2 separate regions of the Sus scrofa genome follow, and region 2 is linked to region 1. A link is a contact called in public Hi-C data. All regions are on one chromosome and are shown on one strand. Each heading gives the region's core, a stretch centred on a gene start, on an enhancer-like site or on the middle of the called end of the contact. The rest is flanking DNA. Distances are from core to core; before and after follow the strand shown.

The links. A called contact is a pair of places that touch in the nucleus more often than the background predicts.
Region 2: a Hi-C map of skeletal muscle shows a contact between it and region 1, with 5 times the contacts expected there. The contact joins two enhancer-like sites. A contact is called at or near these places in 2 of 5 promoter capture datasets (fetal skeletal muscle and liver), 27 of 47 Hi-C or Micro-C datasets (adipocytes, adipose tissue, alveolar macrophages and 17 more) and 1 of 2 datasets of contacts at active chromatin or transcription factors (skeletal muscle).

Annotation. Positions count from the first base shown.
Region 1 is chr1:166,439,445-166,445,865 of Sscrofa11.1, forward strand. No RefSeq gene overlaps it. Among named protein-coding and RNA genes, the nearest start is that of CORO2B, 23 kb to the right of the region's middle. Within about 2 kb of position 4,862, at least 17 of the 83 cell types and tissues checked have an H3K27ac peak or open chromatin away from gene starts, as enhancers often do. A contact at or near this core is called in adipose tissue, omental adipose tissue and skeletal muscle, where this site is marked.
Region 2 is chr1:166,569,140-166,575,973 of Sscrofa11.1, forward strand. All of the region lies in intron 2 of CORO2B (coronin-2B), which reads left to right. Among named protein-coding and RNA genes, the nearest start is that of CORO2B, 110 kb to the left of the region's middle. Within about 2 kb of position 1,397, at least 21 of the 83 cell types and tissues checked have an H3K27ac peak or open chromatin away from gene starts, as enhancers often do. A contact at or near this core is called in adipose tissue, omental adipose tissue and skeletal muscle, where this site is marked.

The sequences.
Region 1 (6,421 bases), core at 3,612-6,111:
AACTGGGGGCCAAAGTATCCCCTTTATATCTTGGATGACCCTGGCCTTGGGTTAGGGGCTAAGAAGGCTCCATTAGCAAATGACAGGATGCAGATGGAGGAAGATGCTCACCTTCATGAGAAATCTAAGCAGCAACTACTAAGCTGCAAAGCACCCTCCTATTCAGTGAATTGATAAATGTGCCTGCAGAGCAGTTTGAGAGTCCATGGCTTAAAAATGCTCATTCTTGTTCACCCAGCAATTTCTCTTCTAGGAGTGTGTCCTGAGGAAACAGGTGCAGATGCGAAAGGAAAGATTTACGTGCACAAATATACCTCATGACGGTGCTTATAATGGGAAAATGGAAACTGTTCAACAACTGGGCAATGATTATGACTCTATGGCCCCTCAGAGGAAGGACTATTATGAGGCCTTCAAAAAAAAAAAAAGATGTTTGTCAAAAAATTTAATGAAGTGAGAAAATACTCATAAAATACTTAATATCATGCAAAATTGTCTTAATGATATAAACTCAACTCTGCCAAGAAAATTGCAAAGAAAGAAATCTAAAAGCAATATGCCAGAGCAAAAACTTGACTGGCCATAAATTTGGTACTTTGGATTTTATGGTTTTGTTATTTTTTCTTTCTTTTCTTTTCTTTTTTTTTTCTTTTTCGGTTCTCTATAATTTTCTAAATTTTCCACATTTTCTGGCAATATACTAATGTGACTTTAACAGAAAGGAAAAAGTTTAATAAACCAAAAAGTCTATTTGGAAATCAGGAGCTGGTCTCTATCTTAAGCTCAGGGCTTTCCTTGAAAAGGTAAGGGTCTAGTCCTCTCCTCCCCACTTGCTAGAGTGAGCCAGTGAATGGCAGAGAGATTCCAGGAGAAGGTGGCTCCCAGGCAGGTCAGTCATCTGAGTCCTCCAGGCTCCAACACAGCCACCAGTGCCCCAAGGGAGTAAGTTGACTCATCCTCCTTGCCTGCCAATTTTTTTTTTTTTTTTTTTTTTGCTTTTTAGGGCTGCGTCTGCGGCCTGTGGAGGCTCCCAGGCTAGGGGTTGAATGGGAGCTACAGCTGCCGGCCTACACCACAGCCACAGCAACACGGAATCCAAGCTGTGTCTGTGACCTACACCACAGCTCACGGAAACTCTGGATCCTTAACCCACTGAGCAAGGCCAGGGATTGAACCCGCATCCTCATGGGTGTTAGGTTCATTAACCACTGAGCCATGAAGGGAACTCTGCCTGCCAGATATCAAGTGGAAAAGCTGTTGCCCTCGCTTTGTGGATGAGGGAACTGAGACTCAGAGAGGCCAAGTAAGCTCACAGGTAAGTTGCTTGAAGTCCTAACAGCCAGGAAGGGGCTCCAGTGTTTGAGGACAAGGTCAGAAAAGGCCACTCTCCACAGCCAGAGCCAGGATTTGAACCCAGGCCTTTTGACTCTGAAGCATGTGATGTGACCCCCAGGGTGTCAACACTGAAAGCTGTAGTTTGAAGGACATACTGCTTCCCAGTCCGGGTGCACAGAAAAGCCACCTGGGAAGCTTTTTAAAAATACAGATGCTGAGGCCTTGCCCCACCTCCCCAAGCAAATTAAACCAGACCTTCTGGGGGTGGGGCCCTGGCATCTGCATTTTAAAACCCCTTCATGGTTTCAGTGTGCACCCAGGAGTGAGACCCAATGGGCTAGATTCTCTCAACAGTCCCTTCCCACCTGAGTATTCCCAGATGCTGCCTTGTCCAAGGTCACATGGCTAATTAGAGGTGGACTGGGAGAGTGGGCCCAGACCTCGGGCCTCCCCAGCAGGGGTCTCTCTGCTCCCTGCTCACTCCCGAGATGGGCTTTGAGGAGCCAAAGCTTTGGTGTTATTTCCTGTTTGGGTGTCTTCCAGCTCTTTCCAGCCGGGCCTCCACTAGTCCCAGCCTTGCTGTGCTGTTGCTTCCCTTCTGCTTCTCCAGGACCCCCTCCAGGGCCTGGCTCCCACCCTACCTCGCCCCCCACCCCACCTCGCCCCCCACCCCAGCCAATTCTGATGCTCCCATTCCTGAGCCCTGCGGAACAGGGTCCTCCAACCAGCTCTGCTTCCTCCCCAGGATACTGGGAGGGTCAGAGGGTGTGAGAGGGCTTTGCAGGCTCTCAGCAACCCCTGAAATAGACTCTTGTGCCCAGCTTGTTGGAGGACTCACTGAGAAGCCAAAAGAATGCAGGTAGTGGTCAAACAGACCAGAGATTAACCGCAGCAGCATGACCTCCATGCTGGCTGAGTGCAGACCCACCCAGAGTACCTACACCTCCCGCCCACATGGCTGGGAGTCAGGACTGATGGAGCCTGGGCTCCCATCTTGTCCCCCACCAGGTGTGTTCTCCAAAAGGCTGCTGTTCCCTGTCTCTGCCTCTCCCCTCCCCCTAGAGCTTGAGAAAGTTCAGGTCCAGGCACCTCTTTTTTGCAAATGAGCCAACAGAAGGACTGAGAGAAGGCGATCCCTATTCAAGGTGATCCAAACCATTTTTTGACAGAACTCACAGCCTAACTTTCAAACCAGTGCTCACTCACCCACAGGGCTGGGCACCTGGGAGGGAGGCAGGATCGGCCCACGGGTGGTGCTAGAACTCACTCACCTCTTGCCCTGGGTTGCCATCCTGCATCTGGGTGTGGCTGTCTCCATGCGCATGTTGGGAGAGGGACCCAGATGACTTGGTCCTGGGGGGTAGGAGATTTTTGTTTTCCATCTTGATGAAATCTGTATGATAGGACACTGTCACAAGAGAATGACCTTGCTCACACTTGGTTTAGTCACATTCCTGATGGTTTCCCCAGCTGTGAGAAGATGGGAAAAGGGGAATGGGCCCTCCCCTCTCTGATGCTCTCTTGATTACTTGGGGCAGATCCTGGGAGGAGGGCCAGGGATCTAGGTGCAGGGGGTTAGTCTTGAGGCCACAGGCCACCATCTGGCCCCTCCTTCCCAGGGGCCTGAGAGCTGGAGGGGAGAAGCGGTAGGAATCTTAGACCAGAAAGGGTACAAGATTGGTGCAGAGGGAGCTGGGTTTAGAAACAAGAGCAGCCCACCTATCCCTGTCCCCCTGCAGCTCAGCCCAGGGGATGGGAGGAGGTTCAGGGGATCAAGAAAGGAGAAAAGACCAGAGGCAGGGAGATGCGCTTGTTCCCCCATCTTCCCACAATGCCGACTAATAGTAGGGCAGGAAGAAGGACGGGGTGACGAGAACGGAGGCCACCAGGGGAAGAACAGAGCTCCCCGGGGACAGGGTGCAGGGTTTCCCGAGGCTCCAAAGAACAGTTGGATGGGCCATCTCTCAGAGACATGTTCCCCTTTCTCAAATGAAGCACTGGCTCCTCCTGCCCCCAGCACAGCCCACTGGTTAGTCCTTTTTGGACACAAGTCTAAATATTTGGGGGTTTGGCCTTCCCATCTCGAAGGGCCACAAAGCCCACACACTGACGTCTGGGAAGGGGGAGAAGGGCTCCAAATTAAGCTCTATAAAAACTCTTGAACAACCAGAGGGGGTGGGCTTCCGGGTTGGTGAACATATGGAAACTGGAGAGAGCTGAGCTCCAAGGACATGGGAGCTCGGGGCCCTTCCCACATACCTTGCCCTGTGCATCTCTTCCATCTGGCTGTTCCTAAATGACATCCTTTTATAATAAACTGGTAAACATAAGTAAATGTTTCTGAGTTCTGTGAGCTGTTCTAGCAAATTGATCAAACCTGAGGAGGGGTGGTGGGAGTCTCTGATCTATAGCCAGTTGGTCAGAAGCACAGGTGACAACCTGGGACGTGTGATTGAAGGGGGTGGGAGGCAGTCTCGAGACTGAGCCCTTCACCTCTGGGATCTAATAACACCTCCAGGTAGATCATGTCAGAGTCGAGTCAAGTTTGCGAACTCCTCCGTCAGTGTCCTCTGGGAATTGGAGACTTGTTTGATGTGGAAAACAATATACCTGGAATGCCTCGATAAAGGTCAGTTAAGCTTAGGGAGATAAAGACCTGTCTCCCTTCCTGAGAGCCTGGATTGAACCTCCTGTACTGAATGGTGGCCTGAATAAGTGGGATGCATATGAGCCCCCAGACGGAATCAGCCCTGCAGAGGCCTTGACCTTAGCCCAGGAAGGGTGACTTTGGACTTCTTGTCTCTGGAGCTGTCTGAGAAAAAACTTGTGCTGTTGTTAAGCCACCATGTTTGTGGTAACTTGTTACAGCAGCAATAAGAAATGGTCGCATCTGCCACTTGGGATAAAGATCAGTACATAGGCTCAGGGAGCCGAGGGGAGCCGGGTGTGAGCCAGGCTCTGAAATGGGCCATCAGGTGCAAGGAACTCAATGACTGTGGAAGAAACAGGTGAGGGACATGGGGCTTCTGCAGCCCTCAAGTGCTCAGTGACAACTAGGCAAGGGTGGGGAGTGAGGGAGGCAGGACCCACTGCACAGGGCCTGTGGGCAAAGTGCCGCAGTGGGCTTTAGGCTGGAAAGGAATGAGGTCTGACTTGAGCTCCAGGAAGGTCACCCTGGCTGCAGAGGCGGGTGGACAAAAGGCACCTGTGGGGAGGCAGTCACAGCAGTCCTGGTAGCAGAGAGGAAGGCCAATGTAAGCTAGGGTGCCCACCAAGGAAGGAGGAGAAGAGGGCAAAGCCGATGGTACTGAGGCCAGCATCCACAAGAAGAGCTGAAGGGACAAGATGGAGAGCCGAGGAAGTAGGCAAGATGTTCCACAATGCCTTCTCTGTGTTTGATCCTTTCCCTCTCTGGGCTTGAGTTTCCGCTTTGGTACAGTGATCCCTGGAGCTCTGACAGGGAACAGTCTGAGCCTGAGGCCACAGTGAGAACCCTGCCTTGCTTCCCACAGCCTGTCTGGAGGTGTAGTTCCATAAATGTCCACCAGAGGGCAAGGTGGCACACACAGTTCTTAAGAACTGGAGGGTTCCACAGGAACTGTTTCCCCGCTCACACCGCCCTGTTCCCCCGCCCCCGTTCCCGCCCCCCTGTTCCCCCGCCCCCGCTCCCGCCCCCCTGTTCCCCGCCCCCGCCCCGCCCTCTGTCCCCCCCCCCCGCGCCCCATCTTAAGCTTGGTGTGCACGCACACAACACGCGTGCACACACATGATTGTGGCTCTTGGCAGCTCCGTCAGTTTGGGTAAGCAGACATTGAGACGGAGTTAGGAGTGCAAGAGGCTAGTTGAGGCTTAAACTTCTGAAAGGTGGGGAGGGGGGAAGTAGGATTGGCAGGGAGAGACTCAGACATACCTGCCGGCCCCCACCAACAGGGAGCTCTGGAGCCCAGACTACCATCCTACAAGTACTGCCCTGGGCGGAAATCCTCAGGCCCTTGAAACTTGCGGTGCTCAGTCATTGACTGTGGGCTGCTTGGGAAGATAGGGCCTCAAATTCTGTGGACAGAAGGTGGTAGAGGCTGTCAGCTAACTCCCCTCACTGCTGTAGATCTGCAAGTTCTTTCTCAAAGAGGGATGGAGCAGCACACAGCCTCCTCTCTCTCCAAGCCTGGTCCTCTAGACCCACCCATGTTCCTCCTCTTTGTTCCTTGCTGGTGGGTCCTCTCTCTCGCCACCCTCCCTAAACCCCTTCCTTCCAGGTTAGCTTTCAGAACCTCGAGGGCAGGATGCCAGGTATAAGTTGGCCTTCTTACTAATGGATCCCATATGAGAAAAGAGTCAGGACAACCCTAGGCACCCAGAGAAGCCATAGCCCAGCCCTCCTCACTCTGGAGTTTGCACAAATTAGCACCCACTCTTTTGGATTTCCTGTGGCACAGTCAGGGTAATCCTCCCACCAGCCCCCAGGGATAGGATCCAAACAGGAAGGTGGGAGAGGCCACACTTCCCCCAAGGGATTGGCACACAAAGGGCCAAGAGCCCTGGTGGTTTTAAGGGGTCTGTGCCTCCCTCAAACTCCCAGCACAATTCTACATCTCAGTACTGGTGTGGGTCCAGGAAAGGGAACTTTGAAAGGGACTTTTCCAGACTCAGATCTGAGGGTGCTCAAGGAGATAAGCAGTGGGGGGGAGGGGGCTGTATTGGAGGCACTGGGGGTTTTCCTGCACATGTGGCACTGGTCTGCCCCTCCTCCACTTCTTCTCAGGCACCATGATGCCCATCTGCCATTTTGGAGGACTTGGGCAGTGCCTGCAGCTCCACTCTCCCAGGTCCAGATGGTCATCCCATCCCTTCCTCTCCCCTACTCCCTCCACTGCCCTCACCCCCAGCCCCACTCAGAGCAAGGGCCTGGGCAAAAGCCAACACTGCCTCCCAGTACCTTTTCCTTTCAGAGTAGAGGGTCCTTGGTTGTCATGGAGACCAGGCCTGCCATCCCTCAGCCTTCCTGTAGGGAGGGAGGCAGATGGGTGGGATGGAAGAGTGGAAGATGGACAGATATCCAGATAGAGATAGCAGGAAAAATGCCCCC
Region 2 (6,834 bases), core at 147-2,646, 130 kb after region 1:
TGAGGCTTGAGTCCTGGCCCCTCACTGTGTAATACATTTTCGCCAAGCTCCAGTTTCCTCATCTGTAAAATGGATACAGGGTATGTACTTCATACGGTTATTGTGGTAAATAATTGAAATAACACTTGGTTTCAGTCCTGACATGTAGAAGCCCTTAGGGAATGATCTCCAGTATTATCACAGACGGTAGATTATGGGGGAAAGGCTGGTGAAAGCTAAGGTTATGAGAAGTCATAAGATGTGGAGAAGTCAGATGAGACGTCTTAGCAGGAGCAGGAGTCAGGGTGGCTCTGGAAGGCTGGTTAAGGCTCACAGAGACCTAGAGGACCAGGCCCTTCTAAGGGTGAGTATCATGAGGAAGATGGGGAAGGGAAATGAGGCTGCTGTGGCCCAGTGAGGAGCACCCTGGTTTGGGGGCCGTGTTTTCCCAATTCAAAGAGGATCTGGCATGATCTGGCAAAGAGGTCTGTGTTTCTTCTAAACAGGAGGAGTAGTCTGAGAAAAAATGGGGTCATCAAAATATGGGGATTTAGGAAGATTTCAGTATTTTATTAGGACCTGAGACACAACATTTAAAATTGAGAAGTATGACCCCAGTAGAGTTGAGCAAACTGGCTGGTAAGTTTGGGGGAGGCTGGGGAAGAGTGTCAGGGATGGGGGCTCCAAGGCCAAGCAGATAAGCCGGATCTGATGAGGTAGGGACAAGGGCGCTGACTCAGTCAGGGTTCCTGGTTGCTCCCAACAGAAGTCGCCCTTGGCCTTCCTGAGCAGAAGGGGATTTGGGCCCCTCACAGATTCAAGGGACTGAGTGGGGGGAGAACCAGACGTGGAACACAGATGAGCCTTAGGCCACAGGAGTCGGCCTGAGGGCCCAGAGGAAGTTAAATCCATCCGTGGCCATCCTGGGTGGGAGGCTCTGATTGGCCAAGCCTGGTCACATGTCCCTCCTTGGTCCCCAGAGGACCCTTGGTGGGAGGAACCTCATTTCAGCTCTCGTGATGGAAGGCGAAGTACTGCATCCCAGCATTAGAGCAACAACGCGAGAGCCTCCCGAAGCAGGAAGGGAGCTTGGATGTCCAACTGCCAGATTCCTACAAATGGCTACAGCCGTGGAAGATTCTGGAGGAGCTGCACAACGAAAGTGATCATTATAGGATGCTGAACTCACCCTGAGGTTCGGGAAGAGGCAAGCACCCAGGAGAGAGTGCCCTGGGGGGATGCGTGGGGACCTGGGCCTGGAGAGGAAGGGGCAACTGTAAAGGCACTTGTGGGGATTCACTTATCCGAGGCCCCTGGGAATCTGCTCTGACAGCAGAGAGGCTAGCGAACAGCTGTCGGAGCTCGAGGGGGTCACGTGGCCCAGGCGGGCTGTTCAGACGTCATTTCATTTCCCGCTCTGATCGCCAAGGACCAAGGAGTGCCGCCCTCAGGAGTGACGCAGTGATCGTTTAGCAGTGTCTGCTGTCGAGCCCAAAGCCTGAGGGGTGGCAGGTGTACCCCCTGTTTGTTCTATCTGTCCATCCAGAATGTCTCTGCTTTTCAGAGGGAGAGACTTAAGACAAAGATTCTTGTCCCAGGCCACCCAGCCAGTGAGCAGCAGGGCTGAGATGAGCCTGGAATTCTTTACTGCTCTCTTCCTCCCCCAGGAGGCCCATTCCCACCCCCTCCCCCAGCACACACACATACATAACACACACCAGGGATTTCAACTGGAAAAACCAGAAAACCCTTTCCAGCTTGAAAAACACAAATATAGAAGACAGTGGAAAAAAATCAAAACAGGAAGCCATGAATTTGGGAGGCTTCCTGAGGTCTCGCCGTGGACTTCTCTATGAATGGGTTACTGACTTCAGAGCATCACAACCTATGTTACACCCTCTGCCCTTTGGAAAGCTCAGCTCCAAATCTAGGATTTCACAAGGTCAAAAGAGCAGGATCCAGAATTATCTCCTGGCATGGAGAAGGTAGAGAGATTTGTCTGTTCCTCGGATGGTATTTTCTGGGTGCCGAGGATAGACGTACACAAGAAGGGAAGGGAATCTGGGCTAAGGGAACAGCATGAGCAAAGACCCAGAGGCAGGGAACATTGACGATCATTCGCTCAGCTTGAGTTCTTGCTATGAGCTGGGCACTGAATGAGGCCCTGAAGCTGCCTTGGCCAAGGTCACTGTCCTCATGGTGCTTACAGCCTGGTGGCAGGGACAAACCAGGAGCCAAAGGTCCTCAGGTGGCGAGAGCATTGAGGTGGGGGGGTTGTGTATAGTCAGGTGTGGGTGGGCGATTGTGTCAGAACAGGGTCAGGCTGGGGCTACAGCAGCTCTGATGTCTCGTAAGGAGTTTGGCTTTTAAAGTCAAGGTGGTAGGGAGCCATTGAAAATTTGAGAGTGGAGGCGTTATTACAGCAGAACCATACTCTAGAAAAATTAGGCAACAGTGTGTAGGATGGATTGGAGAGCAGTGAGAGCAGACACAAGAGGCACGGGGACAAACCAGTGGACCCACTTCAGAAATCCCACAGCACAGTCTGTGAGCTCTAGCGTGACTAAAGCCCTCCACCCAGCATTTCCTAGCTGACTGCCCAGGAATCTGAACAGCCAGGAAGGTCTACCTCTGGGCCAAAAGGCTTTTTCAAAAAGGCTCCTGTGAACATGCACGTAGATGAGCCACAAGAAGTGGACCCCCAGGGTTCTCCTGAGAAGGCTTTCGTTTATTATGTATATTATTTCAGATTCATGGGCGAAGCCAGCAGGGCCCTGAAGTGTGGGGACATGAGACCAGTGAGTTCTGGTGGGGAGGGAAGGAGGGTGTGCAGTCAGGGGCCTGGGCGGAAGTGGCAGGGAGAGGAGCTTGTATGGGGGTATGTGTATAAATGTGTGAGCCTTTTGCAAGTGTGTGTAGGTGTGCTGGGGACAGTTCCCTGGCAGATTGGGCACACCCTGCGATGGGGCACCTACGCTTTGGATGAAGGGCACACAATGTTTAGGAACATGAAGCCCCCTCTCTCCCATGCTGAGAAAGCCACAGTGGTACCCAGAGCTCTGAACCTGCACAGACCCCTAGTGACACTGCCAGGTGGGGAGAGTCACCCCTTCCCCGGGCAGGAATAATTAGATAATGTACCTGGAAGTACTTTGTAAAGTGCCAGGAACTGTGAGCTGGGGGCGAGGCCACCTTCAGAGCCAAGAGGCTTGGACACACGGAGCCTGACTTTACCCAGGGCTTTGCAGAGGACCACAGTGCCCATTTTATAACATAGTGACTCTCTCATTGACTGTCAACACCCATCCAGAGCAGAGTGAGCAGAGAAGACCACAGGCAGCTTCCTTGGATGGTCTGGGGTGTGTTAGGCAGCAGGTGGAGGAGGGAGTATGATGACGGGAGAGGGGAAATCCCTAAACATGTTTCCACCGCTTGTGGTTCCACCGTTAGATCCCCCATCTCCTGGGTCAGCAGTTATCATTGCCCTGGGGCCTCCTTTAAACTGCACATCACCTGATGTGACTGTTTAGCTTCCTATTTGCTTCATCTGAGCCTGCACTGAATGTGCAATACTATTCTTTGATTTCTCACCCCACCCTGGCACCCCCATGGAGGAACGCTGACAGTCTCTGCCCTAGAGTAATGCAGGTGCTTCCTGGAGGCCCCAGCAGAAGATGGAGCCTCTAGGGTGTGGCTCCAAAACTTTGCTGCCCAATGGAATCACTTGGAAATCTTTAAAAGACACTGATGCCTGGATACCCCCCTCCCGGACACTGTGATTAAGTTGATATGGGGTACAACCTGGGCATGGGAATTTTTTAAACATCCCTGGTGATTCTAAAATGAACGTAAAGTTTGGGAACCACTAAGAGGAGGGGAGAGACGGAGTGGGGAAGGAGGGTCTTCAAAAGCAAGTGTAACAGTCTTTGCAGTGGAGTTGCCAGCCTGTCCCTTCTGAGAACCTCAGGAGAGATTCTGAGATCCTACTTAAGATGTATATTTTTCCCCCAATGTATCAAGTGTCTCACCTGCATTGTGACATAGGAGGCAGCATAGCCAGAGGGCACTGAGTGCAAATTGCAGCTTCTCACAGCCCAGATGCATCCCCTTGAGCAAGTCTCAGTCCCACAGCTCAGTTTTCTCATCCTTAAAATGGACTATTGCTGGAGGGTGGTAAGGATTGAATAAAACTTTACAAAACTTTGTTGTAAGATTGAAGTAAAATAATGAATGTGTGTAAATTGTTGAGCACAAGGCACTTGCCAAATGGTCTGTTATTACCATCATCTTTTTCATTGTTGTCATCAGTAGCACTGTCCTGTGACCTTCTGTCCTGGTATGCCAGAAGCAAGGCTCTCTGGTTGCAGGTGTACCTGGCTTCATATAGTATAAAAGGTGGCCATGAAGAAGCAAAAAGGGCATTAGTCCAGGGTCTAGGAATCTGGGAAACCCAGAGAGGCCAAAGCCCATGTTCAAGGTTATTCATTGGCTAGTGATGTGAACTGGCACTGGGCCGAAAAACCCTACCTCCTGTTCAGAGTCTGTGCTTTCTGCCTCACTTAAGCTGATAGCCCAGGTAAGAAAACATTTTGCTTCTGTGTACAAAATTCAACTTTACTGTAGTGGGAGAGTCTAGGAGGCTGAAACTGCAATGCAGGTTGTTTTGAAAATATCTCGTCCTCAGTTAGTTCACTGGGTTCACATAAAGCCTGGACTGAGGCCCAGGGTATCTGCCACTCCCCTGGCAGCCTGCTGGGTGAGCCACACCCGCCAGCATCTCCAGGGAAAGGCTGGGCCAGCCTGCACACACGCCACACACACACACCACACATTCTCTCTCTCTCTCTCACACACACACACACACATAAACCTATTTTCAGTTAGTTATGTAAGTTTATTCAATTTCAAGGATATTATTTTCCTCTGACCTATGGTAACAAGGGAGTAAAGAAGCCTTTATGAACAAACATATCTGTGTTCCACAAAAGCTTTTGAGGCATATAAACCTGGGTGGCATCAGTCTGCATCTCATTTCTTTAAGACCTTTCTGACCAAACTGGAGAGGAATAGTTTTCAGCCAAAACTGTAGTGGTCACGTCCCACCGGGGGTAACAAAAACAAAAACAGAACAAAACAAAAAGTTTTGTTTTGTGTGTTTTAAATAGCATCTGTAATTTTAATAGAAATTGTAAATATTCATTGTGGAAAAATTAGAATCCACTAAGAGCCAACAAGCAAGAGATTGCCACCCTTAACCCTTTGATGTATTTTTCTGACAGACTGTGTATTTTTTTAACAGCTAGGGATCATTTTATGTTTATAACTTTATTCTTTTTTTATTATTATTATTTTGGTTTGTTTGTTAGGGCTGCACCCGTGGCATATGGAGGTTCCAAGGCTAGGGGTCAAGTCGGAGCTGCCAGCCCACATGACAGCCACAGCAACGCAGGATCTGAGCTGTGTTTGCAACCTACACCACAGCTCATGGCAATGCCAGATCCTTGACCTGCTGAGTGAGGCCAGGGATCGAACCCACAACCTCTTGCTTCCTAGTCAGATTCGTTTCTGCTGCGCCTCTACAGGAACTCCTATAACTTTATTCTGATGTTCTCACTTACCATTAGAGCTTGGACAATTCCAATGTCATTAAATAAATACTTTTTTAAAATATGATTTTTATTGACCTCATAGTCTTGCATTATATTGGTGTCCTAGAATTCTTTTTGGCAGTGCCCTATGGCTGAGCATTTAATATTGGTCCCTATTATAAATAACATAGCAGTGAGTGTATTAGTATCCTTCCCTGTTCATTTCTTTGGGATAAATTCCCAAAGTGGAGTTATTGGCCAAAGGCTACGAACCTTTCAGAAGTCTCTGAGACCCTGTCAAATCGATCTGCAGGCAAGTTGCCCTGCTTCATGCTCCCCTGCACCTTATAGAGAACCTGAGTCTCAGCCCCTCTCAGCTCTCTTTTGGTGTGTTTTTGAGATGCAGCACTGGGCTCCTCTTTGAGAAGGTTCAGGTACAGCAGCCGCCATCCAACTTTTTGACCTTGGAGATCTGACCCAGCAAAGGGGGTTCGATTTGTCCTGTGAGGCCTCCAGGATAAGGCCAACCCTGACAGCTCAAAGATCTCCTTGATGCTTATTGATGCCCTGTAACAGGCGTCCCCACCCCACCCCCTGCAGCAGGGTGTCCGCCCTAGCTCTGTTGAGGCTGAGGCGCTCTTTGAGGTTCGAAAGCCAGGTGGCGCGTTAGACCCCAGACCCACTGTGAGCCAACCAGCTCAGCAGTGATGCTGAAGTTGTGAAACAGAGGAAAACCTTGACTCCACTCTTTAGAAGCTCTCTACCCATCTGTTTTCTCAGGTGTAAGGTGGGGTTGTCATGAGGATTAAATTTGGTTATATCTGTAAATCAATATAAACGTGATTATGTTAATATATGGGTGTGATCACAAGTATGAGAAGGCAGTATTGGGTTTGGTCACTAGTCGCACCCCCAGCCAGAAATTGGAACAGAAAAAAGAGGCACTTGAGGGGTTGGGGGGAAGATTTGTTCACAGTTATTAAAAATTCAGAAAAAATATAGAACAAGCTTCCTTTAGAACACCTGGTGTATGGGTTTTATTTGTTTGTTCTTTCCTTGTTGTGTCTATCAAAGTCATGATTGTGCAGAGTTCATGAAGCCTAATAGCACTGCAAGGCCTACAGCACTACAGGGGTGTGCCGGGGTCTGCTTGTACCAGCTCGTGAGAGCCTATTGTTACATTTTTAGGTGTTGTGCAAGGCAGTTTTTAAGCATGACCATTATTATTATTATTTTTGTTTTGGTCTTTTTGTCTTTTTTTAGGGCC